2 separate regions of the Capsicum annuum genome follow, and region 1 is linked to region 2. The links are chromatin contacts, called in public Hi-C maps. All regions are on one chromosome and are shown on one strand. The core of a region is the stretch at or near the end of the contact, and the rest is flanking DNA. Distances in the headings are between cores, read along the strand shown.

What was found. A called contact is a pair of places that touch in the nucleus more often than the background predicts.
Region 1: a Hi-C map of leaf shows a contact between it and region 2, with 2.1 times the contacts expected there. The contact joins the enhancer-like site here to the promoter of LOC107859214 in region 2. A contact is called at or near these places in 4 of 5 Hi-C or Micro-C datasets (bud, leaf and placenta).

What each region holds. Positions count from the first base shown.
Region 1 is chr2:123,301,839-123,308,380 of UCD10Xv1.1, forward strand. LOC107859213 (probable LRR receptor-like serine/threonine-protein kinase At1g07650) reads right to left here. Exons shown (of 24, transcript XM_016704140.2): 14 at 6,508-6,542; 15 at 6,379-6,414; 16 at 6,253-6,293; 17 at 5,597-5,973; 18 at 5,323-5,518; 19 at 4,869-5,021; 20 at 4,356-4,474; 21 at 4,032-4,242; 22 at 3,471-3,708; 23 at 2,853-3,003; 24 at 2,120-2,651. The coding sequence ends at 2,286. Among protein-coding and RNA genes, the nearest start is that of LOC107859213, 16 kb to the right of the region's middle. Within about 2 kb of position 1,508, at least 1 of the 5 cell types and tissues checked has an H3K27ac peak or open chromatin away from gene starts, as enhancers often do. A contact at or near this core is called in leaf, where this site is marked.
Region 2 is chr2:123,253,744-123,260,444 of UCD10Xv1.1, forward strand. LOC107859214 (probable LRR receptor-like serine/threonine-protein kinase At1g07650) reads right to left here and starts at 4,871. Exons shown (of 25, transcript XM_016704141.2): 1 at 4,439-4,871; 2 at 4,099-4,273; 3 at 3,659-3,730; 4 at 3,492-3,560; 5 at 3,341-3,412; 6 at 3,175-3,246; 7 at 2,054-2,125; 8 at 1,876-1,944; 9 at 1,724-1,795; 10 at 1,544-1,615; 11 at 1,380-1,451; 12 at 968-1,036; 13 at 396-461. The coding sequence starts at 4,565.

The DNA of each region.
Region 1 (6,542 bases), core at 258-2,757, 45 kb after region 2:
GCTTCAAATTTTGTCCTAAGCACAAAAACGTGGACAGATTACTATTTTTGAGTTTTTCAGTTTTTCAACACTTTTTTTTTTATTTTTTGAGTGAATAAGCCTAAGATTGATCTCGTGGGAACGAAATCAATGATGACTCTGATACCAAATAATACAAGAACGACTTATGAAGTGTTAAAACATCCCACGAAATGGCACAAAATAGTCCACTATCACGAGATGAACAAGCAACACAAAATGAAAAACAAGATGACTATAACTAAGAGGATAGATAGTGAGACATAATGTACTACACGTTATAGGCAATAAGATGTATTTTAAACATCAAAACACAAACAACATGAATACAGGACACCTACACTCTTACGGAGACCTCAATAGAATCGAAACTCTCAAGCAACCACCGTTTCTAAGCAAGTTAACAGCACAAGGATTCCACCTTGCCACAAGGATTCCACCTTGCCAAACACTCTCAATGAGTTTACAAGATATATCATTAAAGTTCTAAATGACAAAATGACCTAAATGTTCTATTTATAGACTAGGGCAACACTTATTACAAAAATGACCCAAAGGCCCTTAATGAGCCCAAACAAAGGGGCGACCTTGTAGTGTACTCCTTGAAGGTTTTGAAGTGTTGGGACTTGTTCTCAATACTTCAAAGCTTGTTCCTTGGATGGGTAGCCCCACAAGCTCGGGTCTTCACTCACGTCTTAATGTCCTCGAGTGCTAAGATGTCTTTTTGACCCGTATCATCCTTCTCTCCTTAGAAAGGATTCGTCCTCGAATCTGAACCTTGCAAAACAATAGGAAGGACAAGCAAACAAGTTCCTCAAGGTATGAGGATTAGGATTAGTGTAATCAATCATAGCATCTTGCCAAGGTGACTCAAACTTCACATACAATCAAACATCCCTCTTACCCGAATACCCTCTCAAGAAAGAATAAATTAGGCAACCCACATAAGTATGACAAGGAACAAGAGTTGCTCATCAAGTGAAAAACTTAGACTCTTTTTGGAACAACAAATAGGCTTGAAAGCTAAGATAGGAAAACCATACATTCCATGCACATTCAAGTCATTCCAAAAGACCTACATATTATTAATATGGTTTGGTCAAATGACCTACTTATTAAAAATAATATTGAAAAACTTAAAACCTATTGTGAGAAAATCTCCCCTTAAACAAAGACACTTTAAAAACTACATTGTGGATGTTATTGTGTTATGGTATGAAAAAACGATGTCCAAAACCTTTCCTCCAACAAAGAGATTTGTCAATTATGGAAGAGTTAAAGAAAAATAAAAGTAATTATGGTATTACTTTTATTTTTCTTTCAAGAAAAGTATAACTTAATTTTGGTAAGAAAATTAGGACAAAAACCTTAACATCAAGTTCATTCCCCTTTGGGCTCTCGGTCCACGCACCAATTGGGCCTGAGCGTAGATTGAGAGGGTTGGGGGGGGGGGGGGGGGGGGTTCAAGTGGGTAAAAGTTCATATTGGTTGGGGAATGAACTTGCAATTTGCTCATGTGAACTTAGACAATCCTCCCCTCGTAACTAGCTTTTGAAGTTGAATTAGGTTCAGGTGTAATATCTTTACAACAATAATATTGTATGAATTTTAATCATGTAATTTTATTCCAGAATTTAATAAATACAATGTTCGGTTTCGTATAGCAAATTGATTGATCTCCAAATTCACACCAACATTAGATTGAAATTTACACAAAATTTATTGCTAAAAAGCAAGGTTAAATGAATATTTACTCATTGTTCTTCTAACAGTAATTGTCTTCGGATAACTTTATCATTTGTCTGATGGTTATACTGTTACAATACTTACTTGGTAATTCCCAAAAATAAAAGTATTAAAGAAACAAAAACTATGATGTGAAGAACAGAAACTACATAAAAAAATCCTAACGATACACAGATATTAGTTTGCAGTGTAGTGATTATATTGCAAGTTTAAGGAGTTCAAATCCCACCAACATTTCTGGAAAAACTCACTTTCCAGAGAGATAGATGTGGCATGAATTGTTACTTAAGCTCTTTGCAAAGCATTATTAATTCTTGTTTCTCATTATTTTAAATCATCAAAATTGGAGTTGCCATTAAAAAGGATGAATGACAGAGGCTATATTAGAACAGGCTATACATAAATATTCTCTCTCAATGTGAATCAACAATAAAATAATATGTTGTGGTGTGATCAACATTTCCTTCTTCATCTTTTTTCGTCGTCGTTTAAAATACAAGATTGAGCAGATTGAAAGACTTCTATTTAGAGGTAGATGTAGAAGGGAAGAAAGATGAAGAGCGATCGGTATTGTCCTTTGAGTTAGTTGAACGAAAGAGTGATTGGTTTTCACTAGAGTTTACTTGCATCTCATCGTATTTATCTCTTAATCCTTGAAAATTAAATTCATCATCGTAGCCACTTGAATCGAAGTTAGCGTCATCAACGTCCAAACGACCTTCAAGCATGTTCACTACTGCAGACATGTTTGGCCTTAGTGCTGGCGATGGATTAGTACATCGTAAGGCCACTTTGATCATCCTCAATGCCTCCTTCTTGTTGTAGTTGGAACCTAACCTTGGGTCTACTAGCTCCAAAAACTTTCCCTTTTTTTGTAAAACCAGGGCCTGAAAGAAGCACAATGATTGAACTAGAGAACTTGCGAAAGATACTTTTGGTCAATGCATTTTTTGAAATGCTACCAAAGTCGACTTGAGCAATACAAATGCATTATTTAATAATACTACGAAGTTTTCATCAAGTAAACCGAGACATGCTTTAGATGTTCGCTATTCATGGACCTGATACAAAGGGATGCTCGTTCTTACCCAATCGAGAAGACAGACATAGTTCTCATCAGGATGATATTTCATGTTGTTCTTCCCAGCAACGAGTTCTAATACAACCACCCCAAAACTGTACAAATCTGCTTTGTGTGTTAAATAACCCCAGAGTGCATATTCAGGGGCCATATAACCTCTGCAAAACAACGTAACAAAGTTATACTCATGCAAGCTAGACCGAATAGGAACTTCCTGAAAGGATTAACTTAATGCTCTATACCTCAACACTAGGTAAAAATGGACAGCGGAAGTATTTGTTACTACTTCCGTTATAAAACTGATTGCCAGATTTTGACTCACATGATTTTGAAGTGAATAATGATTTGACATCTACTAGTTTATTATAGTTGTAATATAAAACAGGGATTTTAAAAAACGAGTGGGTTTGAAGAAAAATGTGAAATAATAAATAACCTTTATGTTGAACTCTTGGGATCAGTAAGGTACTAGCCATAACCTTTTGGAATCGTATAATAAGGAGTAAAGATTACATGCAGAAAAAGTGAACTGATACGGCCGAAAATGGAAGGATGAGACATTCAAAAGGGAATATTTTGAACAATTAAAATTTGATCAATCCATTAGAGTAGTTTAGAAGCTCACATAGTCCCAGCAACCCTGGTGGTGACATGTGTTTTCTCCTCGTCATGAAGTTTGGCAAGGCCGAAGTCTGAGATCTTTGGACTTAAGTCTTTGTCAAGAAGTACATTGGTTCCTTTGATGTCTCTATGAATCATCTTTAGAGGTGATTCTTCATGTAGGTAAGCCAAGCCTTTAGCTATGCCAACACAGATCTTTTGCCTAGTTTGCCAGTCCAGTTTCGGTTGACAATCTTCAGGACCTGCAATTTACTGTAATACTGAAACTAGGCCTATATTCACACGAAACTACACACACATATATATATGCACACAGATGAAGATAAAAACATGCCAGTTACATAATTGAGGGAGAATGGGATCAGAAAACTTTTTGGGCCTGGTGTCCCTTTCTACTTTTACCTCAAGTAAACAACAACATACCCAGTGTAATCCCATAAGTGGGGTCTACGGAGGGTGGTGTGTACGCAGCCTTACCCCTATTTTGTGAATGTAGAGAGGTTGTTTCCGATAGACCCTTGGCAGTAAAGCATATCAAAATCAAGTATTGGAAAATAGCACTTACCAAACAAAACATGGGAAAGGTTATTGTTCTCCATGTACTCATAAACTAGTAAAAGTTGGTTCCGTTCAACACAACATCCGTACAGTCGAACAAGATTTGGGTGATGTAAGCCTGACATCATGCCTATTTCATTTACAAACTCACGGTTCCCTTGTCTCGACTTGGATGAAAGCTGCTTGACAGCAATTATAGTACCATCTGCTAGTGTACCCTGAACATTAAAAAAATGCATGAAGTTCATAAATGATTTTCGATGGAATCCATTAGGAATTGCACGGGGAGTAATAAGAAGGAAGAATTATAAGAATTTGTATACATATTCACCTTGTAAACAGATCCAAAACCACCTTCTCCAAGCTTATTTGCAGAATCAAAGTTACTTGTGGCAGCTTTAATTTGTGTGAAAGTAAATATACCCGTTTGCAGATCTAGTCCTCTTAATTCTACACAACAGTCAAAGAACAAGTTTAGGGTGTTAGTTTCCACAAGATAATTAAAGGAAAAATTTTACCTTGAAAACATACAAGAAATTATGGAAAGCTTGCACCATCAAACCCACATTATCACCCTAGTCTTCCCCACCTTTTAACTAGTGAAATTGTGAATTTGGATAGCAATATAAGCATATAAGTTTAATGCGGCAAGAAGTCTTCCAAACTGATAATTACACCTAATATTCCATAAGGTACAACCATTCGCATGCACTTCAATTTGCAAAAACCATTCCATTTGTCACTCATTTTGATACAACTCCAAGAATCACCCAAATTGCAACATACAAAGTTCTAATTACATTCTATTTGTCAGGCATAAACAAAAATTGAGGTTTAACATCACCTTGTTCCATCAATTTCCTGTTTCTTCTTCTCCTCCAAGCAACAAAGAGAATCATCAGAATGAGAGCTAATGAAAACATCACTGCTCCAGCTGCAATTAGAATCTTCTTTTTCTGATTAGAAGAGGTCTCCCGCGGAGGAGGGGGCTTGAAGTCTAATTACAGAACAAAAAGTACAACAATGTTAGACGCCCTGGATTTTACTTGTATGCCAGAAATGATAGATATTATGCACAACTTATTCAATGAGAGAAAATCTGATCTATATCTTCATGAGCTTCAACTATATAATCAAGAGTAGTCTTGTACAGGTTCCAACTCTGAAAAGATCTTAATTTTTCAATAAGATGCACGGGTGAGTAACTTTTGTGAAGAAGACTTAGTCTCACTATGTGACAGAGAAGAAAAGAAGAGATGCTACACATAAGAAATAAAATTGAAGATAGAAAGTATTACTAGCTTCCAGAGAGATGGCAGATACTAAAGGACCATAGTTTCCTCTACTTGGGATTGATCTAGTTCCTTTCCCAGCATACTGAAAGCGCACTTGTACAGTTTTATCTTTTACTGTTACATTAAACTTTTCTTTCCACGGTTTATCAACTCCTCCAGCTACTCTTTCAATATCAAAATCTTTAAACCTCAATTCGTCCTGCATCCAGTTAAACTAAATCAACTGCAGCTAAATGGAAATTTTACTCTTATCTAATGCTCTGACATGTTTGTTCACCTGTATGTATACATCAAATATCCGCCTTCCAAGACTTTGGAAAGATCGGTTATCTCTGTAAACTATTTCTGCGAAATGAAGTGTCAAACTGTAGCTTCCATTTGCTAAGCAACGCCCAAAGTAAGTCAAAGATAAAGGGGAGCGGTGAGCTGTCATGTAGAGTTGAGATTCGTTTCCCTTAATAGCAGATACATTATTTGCTTTGTAGTCATTCATTGATATGGTAGTATCCCAGAAGTGTCCTGTACTGCTGCTTCCCCAGTTCCCTTTCCAGTAAACAAATTTTGCAGCACCTGCTGAGTCTTCATCTGCTTCATAAGTAGTGTCTCCAATACTTACTCTTCCTCCACCACAATTTATGTGCAATGAGTACTTGTCTGCAGTCAAACCAGAGAAAGGTTGCTAGAGATAATGAATATATTTCAGAAATATATGAAGATGATAAATCTGTTCAGTTATTGTAGATTGTCGTAAAAACTGTCTAAGAGCTTCACTCTTTCCATGATCTAACTTGCTTACAAAAAGGAACATATTATGCCTTCCTAGTTCATTCTATTGACTCTCAACAAGAATCTGGTAAAAGACTGCAAAATGGAACAACATCAAACAAAAGATTTAAATAAGAAGGTAGAATTTTGGAAACAGTGAGTACTCACCCTCTGAACATGGATACAGAGACACGCACTTCCCGCGTTCTCTGAAGTAGTTGAAAGAGGTGTCAGAGAGGACAGTCCTTTTCAAGAGAATAATAGTCAACAGTTTATCTGACATTAAACACTTACAGAAAATTCCCGGCCTTAAAGCTTCTGTATAAGTTTCTGATAAGAAAAGAAAATCAAAAATGGAATCATCTGAACCATATATACGTAAAAGAAGATAGGAGAAAAGTGCAAGATACACAAGGATCATACAGGTTGTCTCGACAGATAGATGAATCAGGGCTCTC
Region 2 (6,701 bases), core at 3,621-6,120:
TTAAGTGCAACTAATTTATATATTCATCTTGTTAAATCTCAGTATCTTTATTTGTTGCCCATCCAACTCATTTTCACAAAGCTATGATTTTTCCTCACCAAGGCATGATTCAAGAGTTTATGTTCTGGACTAGGGAAGTATGAATGACTTTTTAATCTGTTTCTCTACAGAGTGATGTATTGCATTGTGGATCATTTGGTTCTGGATGTATTCCCTTAAACTCTTCCCTTAATACATCAGAAGTCTCTACGTAAACAACCACATTTGGTTGGGACACTTAATGCTACTTTCTCTATTTTTCACCCTGTTATATAATCCTACCCTTAAGCTTTACATGTCCTTTTTTAAAGAGAATGACTTCAGTATATGAAAATGTAAGACAAAATCAAACTTACTATTCAGTATCTTGACTAGTAAGCCACACTGGAATTGCCCCAACAAAAGCATTACCGGTCAGATACCTGGCAAGTAGCAAATATTTGATTTAACTAGGATATCACAAATTTGAAATTCAATATCTGCATTACATGTTCAGGAATATGATCCCACTTTCAGCTACCCACAAAAATGGAAAGAGATCGCTAATCGAAGGAAGACTCATTTTTGAGCTTTGGGACTGAGGCGTAATTGTTGTTGTTCTTTTGTGAAGCTCGTGGAGCGATATCACTGAGATAATACACCATCTAATATCAAAATCTCAAAACTTTGAGGGCAAAAAATAGGAAATGTCATGAAAAGATACTTGGATTTGAGTTCTTGGCATCCTTGACAAGTTTGTTTTGTGATTTGAGGCTTTCTTTCTGCTTCTTCCAAATTAAAGAAAAAGATCTTTGACATTTGGAGGGGATACCAGAGACTGATGGATGAACCATCAAAACTGACATATTGAGACTAATATAATGAAGCCAAGATGCAAAGAAACATTTCCACATGTACTTGTAGGCATCTCCATGTCATTCTGACTTACATGGCCTCCAATTTAGTCAGTTTTCTGAGATTTGCAATCCCTCCTTCAAGCTTGTTAAAGCTCAGATCTCTGGCAATGAAAATAAACAGAGAAAAAACCCAAAACAATGATCAATCCCATATGGCTGAACAAACTGTAGCACAATTTCCGTATTTTAACTGTCTTAGTTTGCACATTATAAAGAGAGATGTGTTGTCTGCATTCGTTCGATATTCAACAACCTTCTGTCCTCTTCTACAAAGAAAGAGAAGAAGCTTGCAGAAAAGAAGAAAACAAGAAAGGCCTGAAGAGTGCACAGATACTTATTTAAGTGGATTGATTATCTTTAGCTTGTATAACAGGAGACGGTTTAAAAGAGATCGCTAAGGATTTTAAACTAAACTTGAAAGTACAAGGAAAATAGTGGAATTACAAAAAACGTAATTTGCTCAAAACAGCTACAAAGCCAGGAATCTTCCCATGTATATTACAGCTTCTCAAAACCCTGCAGCCAGAACATAGCTTCAGAGAAATGGCTTTCCTTGGTAACGACAGTGTTTGAAACTCATCATAATACCCTAATCATTAAGTACTTACAATTTAGTCATGCCTGTCATGTTTCTAAGTGGCGGAAATTCTGAAGCACCTCCAGTCAGGTCACTGATTCTTCTGAATATGCACCATCTGAGTGTTAATTATCTTGGTTTCTACTTGGAATAGTTACGAGAACATCGAGAGAAGCAAAAGAAAGTTACCAGAAAAAGGCGTTTAACTTACAGTTCATTCAAACTGGTCAAAACAGATATACTTTGGGGTATTGGTCCTTCAAATCCAGAACCTTGAATCTCTCTGTTAAAAACATACACTACAAATGAATTTCTACAGGAATTTTCTAACTTGTACGAATATTACCAATTGAAAATACTCACACCATCTGGAGGTTCTTCCAACTCTCAAAGTTAGGCAGTTTCCCGACAAAGTTGTTACTGCTTACCCTACTATATTGATGCCAAAAGGGAAAGCCAGGAATTCAAATTAACATTTGTGGAAGGAGAATTAGAAATCTCATCTTAGATATACTTTACATTCAAATTCGAATGTACTCACAGTTCAGTCAATTTCGACAGATTATTCAGTTCCACTGGCCACACTCCAGTGAAATCATTAGCAATGAGATTGCTGCACCAATCAAAGTTCATAGAATTTAGAATGCAATCCAGCAGACAGTTTATCTGATCATGTAGAAATACACTAGTACAATTCACTCCGTTATTTGAAGTGATGAAGTTATTGGAAGAGGTTCCTTGCTAAGTATAGGTGAAGCAAAACAACTTTGAAGAAGCTAGTGACTCAAGCAGTAACACACAACACGATTTGCTTATACTTTGGCAATTCTTTTTCTACTCTTCTTCTCTCTCATCCTATCAAAATAATATCTTTCTCCTTTAATAAACTTTGTGATTGCTGTATATGATATTGAAAATAGTAGTGTCAACTGCAATCTTGATGGTCCAAATACTTAATTTCCATATATTAGGTAATTTATTTTTTTCCCCTAAATTATATGTTTATCATTATACAAGCCCGAACTAATTAAACACTCGTGTCAAAATTCCTCGAATCAGTTTTCTATTTCCATAAAGGATATAATTGACAATTCAAAGTTGCACATTATCCCTTTCCTGTAATATCCGATGGAAATTCATTTGTAAGTATACTTACATACCCCAATACCCGAGCCATATCCTAGCCGTTTTGGCTTACTTCTCCTTTCTATAGTACCTGAATGTACCAGAGAAAGCATATTCCCCAAAGAAGATAGTTTAATGGTTAAGATAGTAATAACTTGAAACTTGGGTTCAACACTCAATGTGAGTTCATCTGTTCTAACCAAAGGGGACAGGTTTATCAGCGCATGTGCTTGTAGGATGTACTAGTAAACTATCCCGTGGATTTATCTAGACGTGTGTAAGCTGAACCGAACAGCACATTGAAAAAAATGAAAAAAGAACCATATAAAATGTCTATGCATCATTTTCACTTTGCTAATAATGCTCACTGAGTCTTTAAAAAAGGATTGTTATAGACTACTCTCTCAATAACCACTCCATTTCTATTTCTTAGCTTCATTACAGTTTTAGTTCACATTAACGTCTTCCAGTACAGAATACAAACAGTAAATTGGCCTATTAAATTAGCTAAGAAGAAGAAGAGTAAGGAAGACTTACAGCATCTGTAGATTGACCAGCTTCCCTATTTCTGCAGGAAGCGATCCATTAAACAGGTTAGCTTCCAAACTCCTGATGAAAAATTAGGATGACATCAGGAAACTTCTAATATTCAGGTACATATATATTTGATCCACGTGAAAAGAACGGAACCAAGGGAACTTACAATTTCACAAGTGAGGTAATATTTCCTATGTACTCTGGGACAGCTCCAGATAACCGATTATTAGAAATAGCCCTGCAAAACGTCAAACTGATGAGAAAGTCGGAATCAAAAGTAGACATTTAAATTTTGCATAACGAATAAATTGCCTCACATGATTTCCAAGTTGGTAGATGCCCATTCAGGGGGAATTGTACCACTTAAGTAGTTGCGGTTAAGATCACTACATGTAAAACCATAATGATTCTCTAAAAAATAAGTAAAATTCAAAAACTGGTTGTATATGTAGAAATAAATTGATCTACAGGATGCTCTCAGTACATCGTCTTCAGATAGGTTAACTTTGCCAGGGATGCAGGCAGCACGCCTTCCAGATCCTGTCCTCTGATAAACCTGTTAACAGTTAGAGAAGCTGCTGTCAGAGTTATTATATACTCCTATATCAGATATACTGCCGTCTGGTTTAGATAATCTAAACCAGTTTTATATGTAATGCAATAGAAACCTCGTTTTACTTATCGCAGTAATAATGTAAGAGTACAAGGTAAAAAATAGGATACGAGAGTCATATGTTTTGATGATACTTTTAGCATTCAAGGTTAGCTGACAATCACGTAAAAGCATTGGTAAACGCAATTGATTTTTAATAAGAGCTTGGAATCTCCTTTTAGTGGCACACATGTTAATTTTAAGAAATTGAAGGTGATTATTTAAAAAAAATATTGGAGGCAAATAAAAAGAGGTAAAGCAAGAAGGCTCACAAACTTTCTACATGACAGAAACCATCAGGGGTAGAGCAATTGCAGGTTACATTGTTGTAATACTGTGAATTACTTCTTTTTGGTGTCGTCCAAGTTGTATTGTCATCACAAGGATTCATATCAAAATTCCAGTCCTTTTTCCCCAACTGTTTCGCGATTTCTTTCAGAGCATTCTCTAAAAAAAAATCATAAAACTTGTATACAGTTTTAAGAAACAAAAAACTCAAAAGTACTGGAATTTTCCCACGAAGACGAAATTAAATGTTCTTAAACTTTAAATAAAGATTTCTAACTTTAATTTATACGCTGAGAATTTACGAGAGAGAGTGAGAGACGTTACTTTCTTCTTTGGGAAGAAGGCGACCGTTTTGTGCTTGAATGGTTTCGGAAATCAGGGCTAAGGTGAAGATGATCAGCAGAAAAGAAAAAATACAGAAAGGTGACGACAATGACATCTTCTCAAGCATGCAAAAAGGTTGAAGTGAATATACATAATGAACACACACAGCTTACTGAATATATATACATATAGCTGATTTTTCTTAAGAGGAATGCGATGCTACAACTATACTATTGGAAATATTAAAGCTGTGGGACATGTCCGACAAGGACCAGACACTAATGATCTGAGTGATCAATGATAAATCATAAGAGCGTTCATGTTATGAACCCTGTTACGGGCTTTGTAGACCAAACAAGTAATAACACATTAAACGATGAACTTGAGCCTGAGGTGAAGTTACACCCCGACAATAGAGTGGATTGCCCCTAGGATCCGGGTTAAGCAAGCACATTAAAAGGGGACAGTTACCTATTGAAGGAGTTATGTGAATTATGTTGAAGTTTTGGCTTAATCTGGTATCTCTCATCTCTCTTCTATGGTCTCGCATCTCATTCCCTTCTAGATTATCTTCTTCCCTGTTATTCTCTCCTTAGTTTGTGTTGTTATTACTTTGTTGTTCAGATTCTAAGTTGTAAATTATAATCAGTGATTATAAATACATCAGAAATGCAAAGTAAGACTGCGTACGATACACCCTTGTGGTGGGGTCCTTCCCCGGACACCACGCATAGCGGTAGCTTTAGTGCACCGGGCTGCCCTCTGTGTTTGTGTTAAAAAGTTTTGTTACAATTCAACTTGGTTTTGCTTCAAAATTAGAACATAGGTTGAATGCTCTTAATTCAGTTGCCATGAAAATGGATACTTAAACAATAAAATGATGAACTTCGTATAGAGGATATTGCAATGAAGGAAGCCATCAACTCCGGCATCTTTTTGCTGCAACTGTAGCAAAAAAAGTTTTCTGGAGTTTCATGTATAAAAGTTTGTCTTTGGAATTAGTCATAATGCGAATACGAATACCAGACACCATGGGAAAGTTTAAAAGATTTTGAAGAGTTTGTACTGGGCAGTCATCAGTACACTATCCTGAAATTTTAAATTTCAAAAATTGAACTTCAAGTTGGATATTTTTGTAGGAACATTATTTTCCAATGAAAAAGTAGTCAAACCCACTCAATTCTTAAACAGGGTAAAGTATTCTCCACCCTGAAATATAACGAGGGATAAATTTAATCTATTTTAAATAATTTAAGGGTATTTTTAACTTTTTCCTTATAATAAAAGGCATGGAACTTGACTTTTCTTATGTTTGACCTAAACCAATAATAGTACCATAAAAATTATTGATACGTCATTTTCTGTACAAGGATCTACTGTTGCTTCAGTTTCATATATTAAAATCTGTCCGATGAACTTAATATCACAAAAGTGGATCTGCCCCTGATTGGGAAATCTGCATGTGGGTGAGAAATTAATTAGAGGCCTACCGACTGTTAAATAGGCCGAAGAGGCCAACCTTCTTTAATTTGGGGACAGTGTTAAAAAACATTGAATGTCGTCTTTTTGGAGAGTTGAAAAGTATCAGCTTGAATGAAATAATCAAAAACATGAAATTCTATAGTACCGAGTGTAGTAGTAGTACTGATTAATTTAGCAATTTAATGTATTTATGTATTTAATGTATTTATATTACTGATTAATTTAGCAATTTAAAAGTAGTTATTGTAAATCCTTATTGAAGGGTTGTAGTGGGTTGCTACTCAACTTTGGGACCTGGTATCAATGGACTCAACCAACAAGAACTAGGAGAAAACTTAACAGTAAAGTGCTTAGAGAGAGTAAATAGCGGACACAATAGTTTTACGTGGAAACTCCTTGCTCAAGGGAGAAAAACCTACCACCTGCCTCTAGGATTTCTAAAGCTCCATTATATCCAAGCAACTTCATTATATCCGAGCAAACTTGAATACAAACTCCAGCTTTCAAGAATTAAACTCCTAATCCTTCTTCTTCTAGTAATATCTCTATTACAAAGAGAAACTTACAGTAACCCTACTGCACCACACACCAGCTAACTTTAACTGGAATGACAAGCTAACTCCAGATGATTCAGTAAAATGAGATTTACACCACAATACCTACTAATAATCATACAAGCAGCAGTAGGCAACGTCTTAGATCACAATACAAAGACTCAAATATAACAAGAAAATAGATTACAACTTTATGAGCTATCAGTTCCCTATTGCAAAGTGAGTCT